Regions from separate parts of the Canis lupus genome. Here region 2 is linked to region 1. Evidence: chromatin contacts called from public Hi-C data. All regions are on one chromosome and are shown on one strand. Each heading gives the region's core, a stretch centred on a gene start, on an enhancer-like site or on the middle of the called end of the contact. The rest is flanking DNA. Distances are from core to core; before and after follow the strand shown. Region 1 has its middle 32 kb from the start of IL21R. Region 2 overlaps NSMCE1 (non-structural maintenance of chromosomes element 1 homolog).

Region 1 (6,241 bases), core at 2,018-4,517:
CATTGTAGGAGACAGACATTAAATAGACAAAGGAGAAGGTTACACTGGGGGGTATTATGGAGAAAAGAGGAGTCTGAGGTAGGGGGAACTAACAAGGGAGGTCTTTAAGGAGATGACATTTAAGCTGAGTCTGCCATGACCGGAAGAAGCCAGGAAGTGCTGGAGGAAGAGCATTCTGAACAGAGGTGAGAGCAAGTGCAAAGGCCCTGAGGCATAATGAATTCAACACAGTCACAGTTCCAAAAGGTCAGCTACAGCGCAGTGAGCCAGGGACAGTGGTGGGAGATAAGCTCAGGCAGGATGGGAGCTGGAGCGAGGAATTTACATCTTGGTTCAACTGCACATTAACCCATAGGCTGAGGGGATCCCTGGGTGGCGCAGCGGTTTAGTGCCTGCCTTTGGCCCAGGGCGCGATCCTGGAGACCTGGGATCGAGTCCCACGTCGGGCTCCCAGTGCATGGAGCCTGCTTCTCCCTCTGCCTGTGTCTCTGCCTCTCTCTCTCTCTCACTGTGACTATCATAAATAAATAAAAATTTAAAAAAATTAAAAAAAAAAACCCATAGGCTGAGAAACACGGTCTGATGGAAACCAGCCACCAATCTTTAATCTCTCCAATCCCCAAAAGAAGCCGCCCAGCCGGAGCCAGAGAGGGGAAGTGAAGCCACTGGAAGTGTTCCTCCATCCAGCAGGGCTCCCTCCCACCTTGCAGAAGTGGGGGACTCAGGTTCCTCCTGACAGCAGTGACTGGCTACAGTTTAAAATCCTCATTGCTGGGACGCCTGGGTGGCTCAGTGGTTGAGCGTCTGCCTTTGACTCAGAGAGTGATCCCGGGGCCCCGGGATCGAGTCCCACGTCGGGCTCCCTGCATGGAGCCCGCTTCTCCCTCTGCCTGTGTCTCTGCCTCTCTCTCTCTCTCTGTCTCTCATGAATAAATAAAAAAATCTTTAAAAATAAAATAAAAGCCTCATTGCTGATATTTTCACTCGGGTGTGAAGTGACTTCACCCAGGGAATGGCTAGCTGCCAGGGACCTTCTTGGAATTTCTTCAACAAAGAACTTTTTTTTTTTTAATTTTTATTTATTTATGATAGGCACACAGTGAGAGAGAGAGAGGCGCAGAGACACAGGCAGAGGGAGAAGCGGGCTCCATGCACCGGGAGCCTGACGTGGGATTCGATCCCGGGTCTCCAGGATCGCGCCCTGGGCCAAAGGCAGGCGCCAAACTGCTGCGCCACCCAGGGATCCCAACAAAGAACTTTCTAAAATCTCCTTAAAATCTTGTCCTTGGCCTCCCAGTTCTCCAAATTAGGCAAGGAACCCCAAGGTTTTTGGGGTGTGGAGCCCCAGGCCCCTTCTCTGCCGTATCCCCTTTATCCTGTCCATCCCTTGGCTTTCTCATTTGTCAAACAGGAAGAGTAATTAAACCCGCATCCTCGGGGCATTCTGGAGATAGGCTCCCTCATCATCATCATCACCGCCATCATCTCTTGGCGCTCTGGCTTATTATGCCCACCCCTTCACTGGTCAGGAGTTCTCCACCTGGCAACTCACCCCTTCACTCCAGCGTTTATTAACTATACCCTGAGAGTCAGTTTGTTGTTAAAGAAAACACAAAAATTCAAATTACCGGCATGGATCAAAGTTTTATTTTAGATTTGCAGGAAGGGGATCAGAAGGAAGGAGAAAGACAAAATATTGGCTCAAAGGACAATTTTAGGAAAGGGATTTTGTAACAAGACAAAGGAATGTCCAGAACAGCACCGTCCAACAGAACTTTTTTGCTACAATGGGAGGGTTTCACGCTGTCCAGTACAGTCCACGTGTGTGGCTGGGAAGCGCTTGAAATGCGGCTAGTGTGACTGAGGAACCGATCCTTAAACTTTATTTTTTTAAGATTGATTGATTGATTTATGATAGACACAGAGAGAGAGAGAGAGGCAGAGACACAGGCAGAGGGAGAAGCAGGCTCTATGCCAGGAGCCCAATGCGGGACTCGATCCTGGGACTGCAGGATGGCGCCCTGGGCCAAAGGCAGGTGCTAAACCGCTAAGCCGCTAAACCACCCGGGGATCTCCCATCCTTAAACTTTATTGATGACATTTAAATGCAAATAGCCATCTGTGACTAGCGATTATAGTATTGGGCAGTGCAGGTTGCTAGAGCATTTTCTTCCCACATACCTTTGTCCATTGTCTCAGTGTGGACCTGGGAAGATGGAAGAGGGGACAGGACGGGCGGCACAGATGTTTGCCCCAAGGGGGGCCGGGGGAGCCAGGATCTGGCGAATCAGGTGGGCCCAGCCCAAGAGTGTCCCCACCCCAGGACTGCCCCCTCGGGAGCTGGAGGTGGGCGTAGGTGTGGGCGGGGCGAGATGCTGGCAGCGGGAGTTTCCCAGCATCCCCCGCAGGGCTGGACCAGAGGTGCGCAGAGCAGGAGGGCGCTGGGCCAAGCAGACCCGGGTGGCCCGCTGATGCGGATGCATTGATTTCGGGTCTCCCAGCCCCTTCCCCGCACACCTCCAGCCTCGATTTTACAAGGATTTCCCCCCTTCCCCGGGGAGGGGGAATGCCTCTGCTTTATTTTACTTTTTACACAAAAGCCCTGCTTACCATTTGCTTGTTTGTTTGTTTGTTTGCATTTGATCACTAAATTGGCACGTGCCGGCCTTCTCCGATTCAGAGAAAACATAAAGTTATAAAGAGGAAAGTGAAAACCACCGGAAATCCCATCCCCCGCCAGCTCCTGGCACCATGTGGGCGGTCACAAAATGAATGTTTGTTTTTGAAGGTGTAGCTCTGTGAACATCCTGTTGAATAAACTTTCTGACATTATTTTCCCACGAAAGTTATTAATCAAAAAACGAAAAGGCCAGCAAGAAGTTTTGAGCCACTGCAAGGGAGGCGTGAGGTCAGCGGAACCCCACAGCAGGGCTATGACGTGGGGGGGACTTGCCCATGACGAGCCCTGATTCCTGACCACTCTCCGCCACTCGCTGCCGGTATTTGCGTACCCCTCTGACAGCTCCCAGGACACGGAGGCTCGGGGCGCCTGGGTGGCTCAGTGGTTGAGCGGCTGCCTTCGCCTCAGGTCCTGATCCTGGGGTCCTGGGATCGAGTCCCGCATCTGGGTCCCTGCATGGAGCCTGCTTCTCCCTCTGCCTGTGTCTCTGCCTCTCTCTGTGTTTCTCAAGAATAAACAAAATCTTTAAAAAACAAAAACCACTGAGGCTCTGAGAAGCAAGGGCTCTGCACTCATCCTGCCTCATTTGGACCTGCCTGTGCCAATTCGGGGCTGTGTGGCGGTGGGCAAAATACTTGACCACTCTGGGCCTCAGTTTCCACCCCATCAAAGACCGGTAAGAGAGTTAGCAGGCAGCCCACAGTGACGGGATGAGGAGCAGGTGTCATGATCGGTGCCCAGCGCTCGGGTGGTGCCTAAGACAGCTGATCACCGTTTGCCACCCCTTGCCACGTGTTGATTGCACCCGGGCCAGTAGGGGGACTGGCTGCAGGCTCGCTCTTTGGTCCCTGCTGCCCCCTAGTGGCCCGCTGCGACCCCGGGGGGCCTACCTCTGTCCTGGAGACTCAAGTCTAGGGTGGAGCGACGCCCAGAAAAGTTGGCCCAGGAGATCCCACTGTCCCCAGCCCCGCCTCTCTGTCATCTCTGCCTTTCTCCCCCATACCCTTCAGCACCTTGCAAAAAGGGTCTGGCACGCTTTAGGAGCTCAGAATGCGGTAAGGACCAGCTGTGTGGCTCAGGGCCCGTCACATAACCTCTCTGTGCTTGCTTCCTCCTCCGTAAAATGAGAACGATACTACTACCGCCCTCAGGGACCAGTTGTTAAAAATTAAATATGCTTATTTGTGTAAGCCTTAGGATGGTGTCTGCACATAGTTAAGTGCTTGTCCAAGGGCTTGCTCGCATTTTTCCTATTATACTGATGGGGTCGGTGTGGGTGTTGTGGGAATGAAGGCATAAAACACAATTAAAGGAAATAATGACGTTCTAAATTGAATGCTATACTTTATCGCAAAAAGGTCAGACTAGCACAACAGAAATCCAGGGGAGAAATGGTCCCAATGGCATCATCGCACCAATGCATGTTTGTATCTGTCCACACATCAATTCTAGATGTTGTTCGGATGCAGAGTCAGTGCCTATATCTTTGCAGAGGTGTGGACCACGTGGGTGTCCACGTATCTATCCATCCGTACACATTATATATTTTTTCTCCCTCCCAGCCTCGCTATTTTACTGCAGGCTCTTCCTCCCTCCTGCTCACATTCTTGCATACCTTCCCCATCTCTCAGGGTCTTGCCCACACTCTGCCTCTCTCCTCCCCATGGACCCGTGTCATCAAGCTCTCAATAGATCTTTCCAGAGAAAGAGGACGAGATAAGGGCGGGGGGGGGGGGTGGCCTGGGAAGGTTAGAAGGACCCTAACTCACCTCGTCCCATGGATATAATAGCACCACATCGGTGTCGATAACCCAGAGCATGAGACTGGATAGAGATGCAGAAGGAGGGACTGATAGTAAGCCAAATTTCTTTTTTTTTTTTTTTAAGATTTTTATTTACTTATTCATGAGAGACACACCCAGAGAGAGAGAGAGAGAGAGAGAGAGAGAGAGGCAGAGACACAGGCAGAGGGAGAAGCAGGCTCCATGCAGGGAGCCCGATGTGGGACTTGATCCCTGGTCTCCAGGATCACACCCTGGGCTGAAGGCGGCGCTAAACCGCTGAGCCACGCGGGCTGCCCCAACCTCTGGATTCTTAAATAAACCATAAACTTGCTTTCATGTAAGCCATTGCAGAGCTTCTTTTACAGCCATAAAATAGTCTTAAAGATTGTGGTAGGTAGAATAATGAGGCTTCAAAGATATTCACATCATAATCCCTGGAAACTGTGAACATGTTATGTTACATTGCAAGGGGAAGTCAAGGTTGAAAGTGGAATCGAGATTGCTGATGGACTGATTTTACAATGGGAATATTGTCCTGGATTATTCAGATGGCCCCAAGGCTCATCTGATCACAAGTTGTCCTTATAAATGAAAAGCAGTTGTAGGAGAGTTAGCGTCAGAGAGAAATTTGAAGATACTATGCTGCTGGCTTTCAAGGTGGAAGAAACGGGACTTTGGGTGACTGCTAAAAGCTGGAAAAATCAAGGAACAGATTCTTCCCCAGAGTCTCCAGTGTCCTGCTGACACTTTGATTTTTAGCTCAGTGAGACCAATTTCAGTCTTCTGACCTCCAAGACTCTGAGATAACACATTTCTGTTTCAAGCCACTAGATCTGTAGCAACTTGTTATGGCAGCAATAGGGAACTAGTGTATGGAAATTTCCATGTGTCTGATTTTGGGTTGAGAACACATCCCCAGGGGCAGCCTGGGTGGCTCAGCGGTTTAGCGCCACCTTCAGCCTGGGCCGTGATCCTGGAGACCCGGGATCCTGTCCCACATCGGGCTCCCAGCGTGGAGCCTACTTCTCCCTCGGCCTGTGTCTCTGTCTCTCTCTCTCTCTCTGTCTCTCATGAATAAATGAATAAAATCTTAAAAAAAAAAAAAAGAAAGAAAAGAAAACACATCCCCATCCTCTGTCTCATGGTTGGCACTCAGTCTCCACTTCCAAAGGATTCCGTCAAATGTCTGTCCACCCTTACATCCACAGGCATCCATCATCTCTTCTTGAAGTGAATGTAGAGCAGGGAAGTCTTCAGAACTTGCCACCAGTACTGTAGTGTTCAGAATTCAAAGCTCTAGGGTTTCCATCTTGAGATCCTTAATAATTTCATTTTTGAATATGTGTTTTGCAAAGAAAGTCCAATGGGACTTTGAAGCATGCACCAAGGGCTTGGAGTCTCAGCTCATATGTGGTGCCACCCCCCACCACCTGCCCGCTTCTCTGGATCAGGTGCTTGGCCACCTGCTCCTCCACCCCCTGGCACTCTGGACCCTGCTCAGTCTCCCCCTTTCCACCCCTACCCAGCATTGGTGCAGCCTTCTGCCCTTGGATGGGGCCTGGGTGCAGTCACAAAGGAGGGTTGCAGTCAGCTGCTCATCTCATGGGATCCTGGGCTGGAGCATGGTGCTGGCCATCCATGCCCAAGGTGTGTGTGTTGGGTGGCCAGAAGCCACAAGTCAGCCAAGCCAGCAAGTCAAGCCTCTGGCCCACTCCCCATCTGGGTACCAAGAGTCCCCATTTGGATTCTTAGTGCTTTTTGAACTAAAAGACTTGCA
Region 2 (7,037 bases), core at 679-3,178, 110 kb before region 1:
GCTGCAGGGGCTGCAGTGAATGGACCACCACCGGCTGGGGACAGAAAGCCATCAGGGAGCCAGTGAGGCTGCGGCAGGAGGCCCTGCAGCCCAGAGGGAGGGGGCAATGGGGAGCCTTTCCGAGTTGGAAACAGAGAAAGCAGCTTTGTGTCTTAGATTTACCCCCTCTGTGTACTGTGATACTTTTTTAAATAAAAAGTGTTTATTACTGTTTTTACTTACTAAAGTACTTTCAACAAATTTGAGAAGCAGCAGGCATACAGACAATATGATACCCTTAATGTTAAAGGCAATGATAAAACCAACAAAACAATACTTCAGGAGAAAGGCCTGGAAGAACGACCCAGCAAGCTGATGGCTCAGGCCACTGCCAAGAGGGAAACACAGACGAGGGGACGACACTTCAAAGCTCCTGTATACCTACAGACTGAAGGTTAAAAACAATAACCGGTTACACTGGTGGCACCAACGGTCACAGCCATGTGGACCACACAAGGAGACCGTCCTGACACAAGCAAGGGAGGACACGAGGTGGCCCGGAACAGCTGATGACCATGACAACAGTACTAATGTGCAAATCACAGCAGGGATCCAATCTTCCTTTTTAAGTAAACTTGTTTAAGTTTAAAAAAAAAAAAAAACACTTTAAATAAAACATCAGTAGTAGTGAGTAGGCGGTGCGTGGACATGGCGCGAAGAGCGAGAGCGCCGACAGCTGCGGAGAGCCCGGGGCAGAGGCCGGGCGGGACTCCAGCCCCCGCACCTGCACCTTCGCTCGGGCTCTTCCTTTCCGAAATGCCTTCTTCCTCCTCCTCACCCCCGTTTCTACCTACTACTCATCACGGAAGCCAGCTTGAATAGCACTTTTTTTCCATGAAATGTTCTCCGCAGCTCCCAGCACGCGGTGCCTTTGCTGTTCCTCTTCCACACAGACGTGCGCACGCAGCATGTGGGCCGGGGCTCGTGCAGCATGGCCAGGAGGCTTCTCCTGCCGCCAAGCCCCAACCCTGGGAAGCTGGGGGCACTGCTCACTGACTTGGGGGCGGGGGGAGACAGGGCTCTTCGTGGGCAGGAGCTGCTCCGTCCACCCAGTTACATGACACAATGGCAAGTCCCACCTCCCTCTGAAAGTGATAATACACACTTTCCATTGAAAAGGCCACTCCTGGGTGTCGCTCAGAAAAAGGTACCCTGTGGGCAGATCACAAACACTCTAATACATCGGACTTTCCAGATACCTCATCTGCATGGAGGTGAGCTAATAGCCACTCGGCACTTTCCCCTCTCCCACTCCCTCTGGCGTTTTGTCCAGTCTCATTTTTCAGAAATAATGAATATTTTCACTTTACCAAAAAAAAAAAAAAAAAATCAAAAACAAAAACAAAAACAAAAAACCCACTTCCTACTGCAGTCCTCATTTGCAGAAACCAGCCACCTGCTCCCCTGCTCACGTTCTCTGGCCTCACCCTCTCCGACCACACTGCTTCCTATGTCAAGGGCAAGTCCTCGTCCCTGCCAACTGCTGACACCCTGCGTGTTTCTCACACCCTGTGCCATACTACCTCCTTCTTAATCACTACCTAAGAATAAACTTCTCTTGCGTTCAGTAACACCCCCCACCTGACTTGAGTTTTGGGGGGCAACAGCATGGTGCTGTGTAGCCAGCCCAGTCCCACCCGCCTCTCTGGGGGACCCCAGGTGAGTCTCTCCCTTCCTCTCATCTCTGAAGGCCACCCACTGCCTCACCTTCAACTTCATGTGTCTGAAACCCATCTCTCTGACCCTCTCTCTAAAGCCACTCTTCACTCCGACCCCCCTAGCCTCCCACTCCCCTGGCATCCTGGACATGTCTCCCCTCCCATGCAAGCCTCTTGGACCAGACCAGCTGAGGGGAGGTTCCCGTGGCCTGGCCTCCTACGGCTTGTCAAGCACTGCCTTTCCCAATCACTCGGTCGGATTACCAAATCTGGCCACCCCACTACCGGAGTCATCTGGTAATGTTTGCTGAGATCCAAACAGGATCTCAGTTTTGTTTTTGTTTTTTGGGTTTTTTTTTTTTTTTATTGTCTTTCCCCTATGTGTGTGATCTGGGGAGAATAATTCCAGGAACCCATATCCAGAGAACCAGAAGGCAGGAAGCTGAAGGGACCAGATCTCAGGTCAGCCAGGAGTGGTCCAAGACCCATCAGACAGATACCCTCAATCTAGGAAGGGACAAAGGGAGGGCTGGAGGTGGTTCCAGCTCAGCCACCAGAAGGTGGGAAGGTGGGAAGATGGCTTTGGCCATAAGGTCGTCCTGTGCCCTGGTGTCCTCGGGGTCCTGCCCACTCCCCAGGCTGGCCCTTAGCTGCCAACCAGTCCTGTGTATCCCTGTCCCAACACCCTTCCCACGTGGTTCTTTTAAAGTCAGCCAGAACTGGGGCCACCTGCTTGCTACCAAGATCCCTGATAGGCCCATCAAGTGTCACGGGTACACCAGACCAGCGCGCTTCCCGACCTCCCATCCTCTGATGCACTATTTTCACTGCTGTGCCCCCTCTCCCTGCCCTGTTCCTGAAGCCCTCATGGAGCAGCTATAGTCTGCAGATCTGTACAAACAGCCCAGGCTAAAGGAGTGTCCCTGGATCCTATTGGCCCCAACATCCTGTGAATTTATGGTCATGTCAAAGTGCATGAGATAAAGGACAGACCCACACACTTCTGAGGCAATTATGTCCAGTCTTAGTCCCACCATTTTGATGACTTAAGAGAATTAATTAATAACTTCACTCTTCCCTTCAGAATCCCAAACCCACTGAGAAAAAAAGGCCTCAGCTACGTATCAAAGTAACCAGTTTTTTTGCAGTTGAGCTGGATCAGAGGCTGGGTCTTTCAATACCATGGACCTGCAGTCAGCACCATGGGTGACCAGTTCTAAGAAGTGACGAGCATGGTCCTGGTCCCACCACCACTGTCTCTTCTGAGAGCAGGGTACCACCCAAACCAGGGCATGGGGTACCATGTCCAAACCAAGCCAAGGCCTATGGATTTTAGGTGCCTCCTGGATCCTTTCTACTTGGGAGCAGGGTGTCCCTCGGCCTTCCTTGTGGGTTGTGGCAAAGTTGCTCTGGTTGAGCTAGAAACAGGGAGCCTACAAATGTGTGGCTATCATTCATTCGCCTGAGTGTGTGCTGGGCACTGCTCACTAGCTTGCTTCACTTCATCACTACAGGAGCTCTAGAACGCACGTCATGAATATCATCTTTATACACAAGAAGCTTGGGGAGGTCCGAGAACTTACCCAGTGTTCCCATAGTTTAGCAGGGGTGCCCAGGCCTGCGTGACACCACATCCCAAGCTCTGGCACACAAAGCCACAGAGCCTCCACAGAGCAGAGCAAGTGTTCCCTGTGAACACACCCTGCCATGTGCGGGGCTGAAACACCAAGGTCCTGGGGAGGACAGGATAGCTCTTTCTTTAGTGGGAAATGCCTTCCAACGGGACAATTAAAAAGGGGGGACTCGGGGCAGTGCATAGGCTGGGGTGGCACCAAACAAAAGGGAACACCATTCCTCTGATGAGCGGGGCTGCTTCAATTTGAGAGATTGCTTTTTCTGGCCACTTCTATATATATATATATGATTTCCCTTTCTTGTAAAATTAGATTTTAGCTTAACCAACAAACCTCTTCTCACTCATCAGGGTTCCTGCTTCCCATCAGGCTACTAGAACCTAGGGCTCACTGCACACTCGGGCGGCAGGCACTCAGGAAGTCTGCTGCCCTAACTTCTGAGCAACAGTTTTGTTCCAAACTAGGTACTATAGATAGAAAATGCTATTTTTGGGCAGAGGAAATAACAGCAAAAAATAAGACCCCAAGGGACCAAACCACTTGTGGGCCAAGTCGCCCTCTCCTCTGCTGGGGCCGGCCGGGTGGTCCATCTGAGCGCAGCGCTAAGGACAAGGCAGGGCCAGCGCTAGACCACACACGGGTGCTGGAGCACACTGGGCCGAGAACATGCCCCCTGGGCTGGGAAAGGCTGGCAGGCGGAGACACAGAGAGGCATTTAAGGGGTCACATCTCAGCTTGTGACCTTCACATCAACCGCCTGGGAAAAGGCCTCTCTGGACACTCAGCTATATGGGAGAAAGATGGGAACTGACAACAATGCCATTTCCAAAGTCTGGCTAGTGAATGCCGCAAGAGCAGGGAGGGGAGGAGCAGTCTTTCATGTGGCAAATATATTCTATAAGTAATTCTCTGTGTCTGTGCATCAATTGTTCACCATGTACCCTGCTCCTACTCCCTTGTGGTCTCAGCAGGGCCTCGTCAACAACCACTGAGCCGAGCTAGGATACAGCATGGTCCAGGGGTTTCCACAGAGGACCCAAAGGGTCAGAGAGCTTAAAGGCTTACCCAAGATCCCAGGGCCAGTGAATGACAAACAGAAAAAAAAAAAAAAAAAAAGACAAACAGCAGACTGGAAATCCGATGTCTGGCCTTTAGTGTTTGGTACAGTGACAAAAGGACTCGAGCATTCATTAAAACAAAGTTTTGCTTAGATGTGCAACAATATCTGAGAATTACTTCACAATAATATGGGTCAGGTATGTGGGAGATGTGTAGGTCAAATAAGATTAGTGAGGAGCTGCCATTTTTTACTGGGCAATGGGCTTCACTGCATTATTCTATTTTTCTGTCTGACTTTCCCCAGTTAAGGGTAAAAAAAAAAAAAAAGTGTCAATCCTCAAGAACGATGTAATCTGATGCCTTCACCCTCAGGTCTCTAAATCTGAAAAGAGAAATGACAGTGCTCCTAGACAAGGTAGGCGAGCTCAGAGTTCTGACCGTACAAGGGAAACAGGCTTTTTAATAACGGACTGTTCTTATATCTGTTGCTTAGAGAGCTGTTTCTAAGTACACAGAAACCTTTTTTCCCCCTTTTTTTTTTTTAATAGAACTTTAGTTAGAAAGCCTGCTCTTTGGACCTTCCTTCAAATGGCAGCAGAGAAAACTTATTTTACACTACTTGGCACAGTTCCCTGCACCTTGGCCACAGGGTACCAAGGACCCTAAGACCTAGAACACCATTGCTGGGGTGGTGATGGGTCGTGTGCCTACTGTCTCTGTATGTCCGGGAACCCACCCATCAGCCAGGCCCCTCGCCAGAGCTCTGTTGGTCAGTGCTCCCGTGGGCAACAGAGCAGCGCTGCCTCCTTGTCAAGAAGGTGCTGGGGCATCCTGAATTACAATGTGAGTCATCACAGAAGATGAAGCCACTTTCAGCAGAACTTGACTGTTGATACTATTAATGTGCATTTCACTTCATCTCAGCCTTTGAAAACAGGTGGGCCACCTACCATTGAGATGAGAAGCAGCCCCCACCCTGCCTCCCCCACCCCTGGAAAGTTCAGGGAGCAGATGAAGGGGCTCTGCAGAGAACTGGCCACCCACATGCTAAAAACCCAGTAGCTCTTTTATCCCTGGTGTGTGAGCTTCCTCTTCCCCTGGTTTCATCTGAACAAAGCCTGTTGCTCCTGACAGAATCAGATGCCCATAGAGGCCAGGCAAGGTGAGTGGAGCAGGGGGACAAGAGCAGATGCAGGGGGTGAAATGGAGAACACCCGCCCCATCGAGAGCAGCAGGACTACTCTGCTTCAACCACATACTCAATCTTTGGATTTTAATGAGAAATCTGGTTGGTTTTTGTTTTTAATATGGTAATTAATTTTTAAAACATTGTAGGGCAAACAAACTGTGCCCATCAGCTAGAAACCATTGACAGGCCCAGTCTGCAAATTCTGATGTGGGCTGGGACCCTGCCATACAGAGACAAGATGATTAATGGGGCCACTCTGTTCCCTGACCTGCCAGATAAGAGACTGCGGGTTGGGCTGTGAAAAACTCAGAACAGACTGTGTCACACTCACTCTTCTGAGAGACTGGCTACAGACATACCTCAGAGATAGCACGGGCTTTGTTCCAAACCACCACAATCAAGTATCACTGCAATAAGGCAAGTCAAATAATTTTTTTTTTTTTTTTGCTTCCTAGTGCATATAAAAGTTACACTTGAACTACACGGTTAACTAATAAATATACAATGGCACTATGTCTGAAAACACCATGCACATACCTTCACTTAAAAATACATTATTGCTAAAAATGCTAACCAACATCTGAGCTTTCAGCAAGTTGTAATCACTGATCACACATCACCATAACATATAATAATACAAAAGTTTGAAATATTGCCAAGAATTACCAAAATGGGACACAGAGACACGAAGTATGCCATTGGCAAAGACACCAACAGACTTGCCTGATGCAAGGTTGCCACAAACCTTTGATTTGTTTAAAAAAAAAAAAAATGCAACATCTAGAAAGCATGATAAAGCAAACTGCGAGAAAAAGAGGTCTACACACCAGGAACAGACCACATGTAAGAACAGGACTATGACCCACAATCTGCAGCTGCCAGCACAGAGAAGCAGCCTCTTCTCCACGCTAACCAGCCCAGGGAGCCAGCCTACCCCCTAGAAGCCAGACTTGTAGGAAGTCAGCCCCCTACCTCTAGCATCCAGGCCAGGAAGGCAGCCAAAAACCTCCAAAATAACTGGCTCAAGATGACCAGGACTTGATCTGTAACTGACAGCTTCCCTCATTTTTCTGTTCCTGCTTCCAAACTAGGACCAACCAGAGGAAGCCAAATACGCTCCCCTCAACTGACCGAGGGATGTCCTGCTTCTAGTTAACCAGCCTCCGGCCTGCAGTCAGGGCACACCTGATGCCTTCCATTCTCTCTCGCTCCTCGGCCTGCCATTGAGTCTCTGCCAAAACACAAGTGAGGGGGCCACCTCCCTCGCCACAGCGAGCTCTGAATAAACAGCCCCTGTCTACTCCCATTTGGGTGGTCTCTGTTGAGGTCCACATGCAAGACTTAGCTCAGTGCCCCGTTCCCGGCAGGCATTAGCAAGGTGGCTGAATGGTGTGCACAGGCCTATGGTGCTGTGAGGGGAGACTCTGGATACTTTGTCCACTTCTCCACAGCCCTCAC

Evidence for each region. Hi-C and Micro-C count contacts between places; a contact is called where the count stands out from the background.
Region 2: a contact with region 1 is called in a Hi-C map of blood, with 3 times the contacts expected there. The contact joins two enhancer-like sites. A contact is called at or near these places in 2 of 9 Hi-C or Micro-C datasets (amygdala and blood).

Annotation. Positions count from the first base shown.
Region 1 is chr6:19,443,922-19,450,162 of UU_Cfam_GSD_1.0, reverse strand. No RefSeq gene overlaps it. Among named protein-coding and RNA genes, the nearest start is that of IL21R, 32 kb to the right of the region's middle. Within about 2 kb of position 3,267, at least 2 of the 20 cell types and tissues checked have an H3K27ac peak or open chromatin away from gene starts, as enhancers often do. A contact at or near this core is called in blood, where this site is marked.
Region 2 is chr6:19,549,217-19,556,253 of UU_Cfam_GSD_1.0, reverse strand. The region is part of intron 2 of NSMCE1 (non-structural maintenance of chromosomes element 1 homolog); the gene reads right to left. Among named protein-coding and RNA genes, the nearest start is that of NSMCE1, 22 kb to the right of the region's middle. Within about 2 kb of position 1,928, at least 3 of the 20 cell types and tissues checked have an H3K27ac peak or open chromatin away from gene starts, as enhancers often do. A contact at or near this core is called in blood, where this site is marked.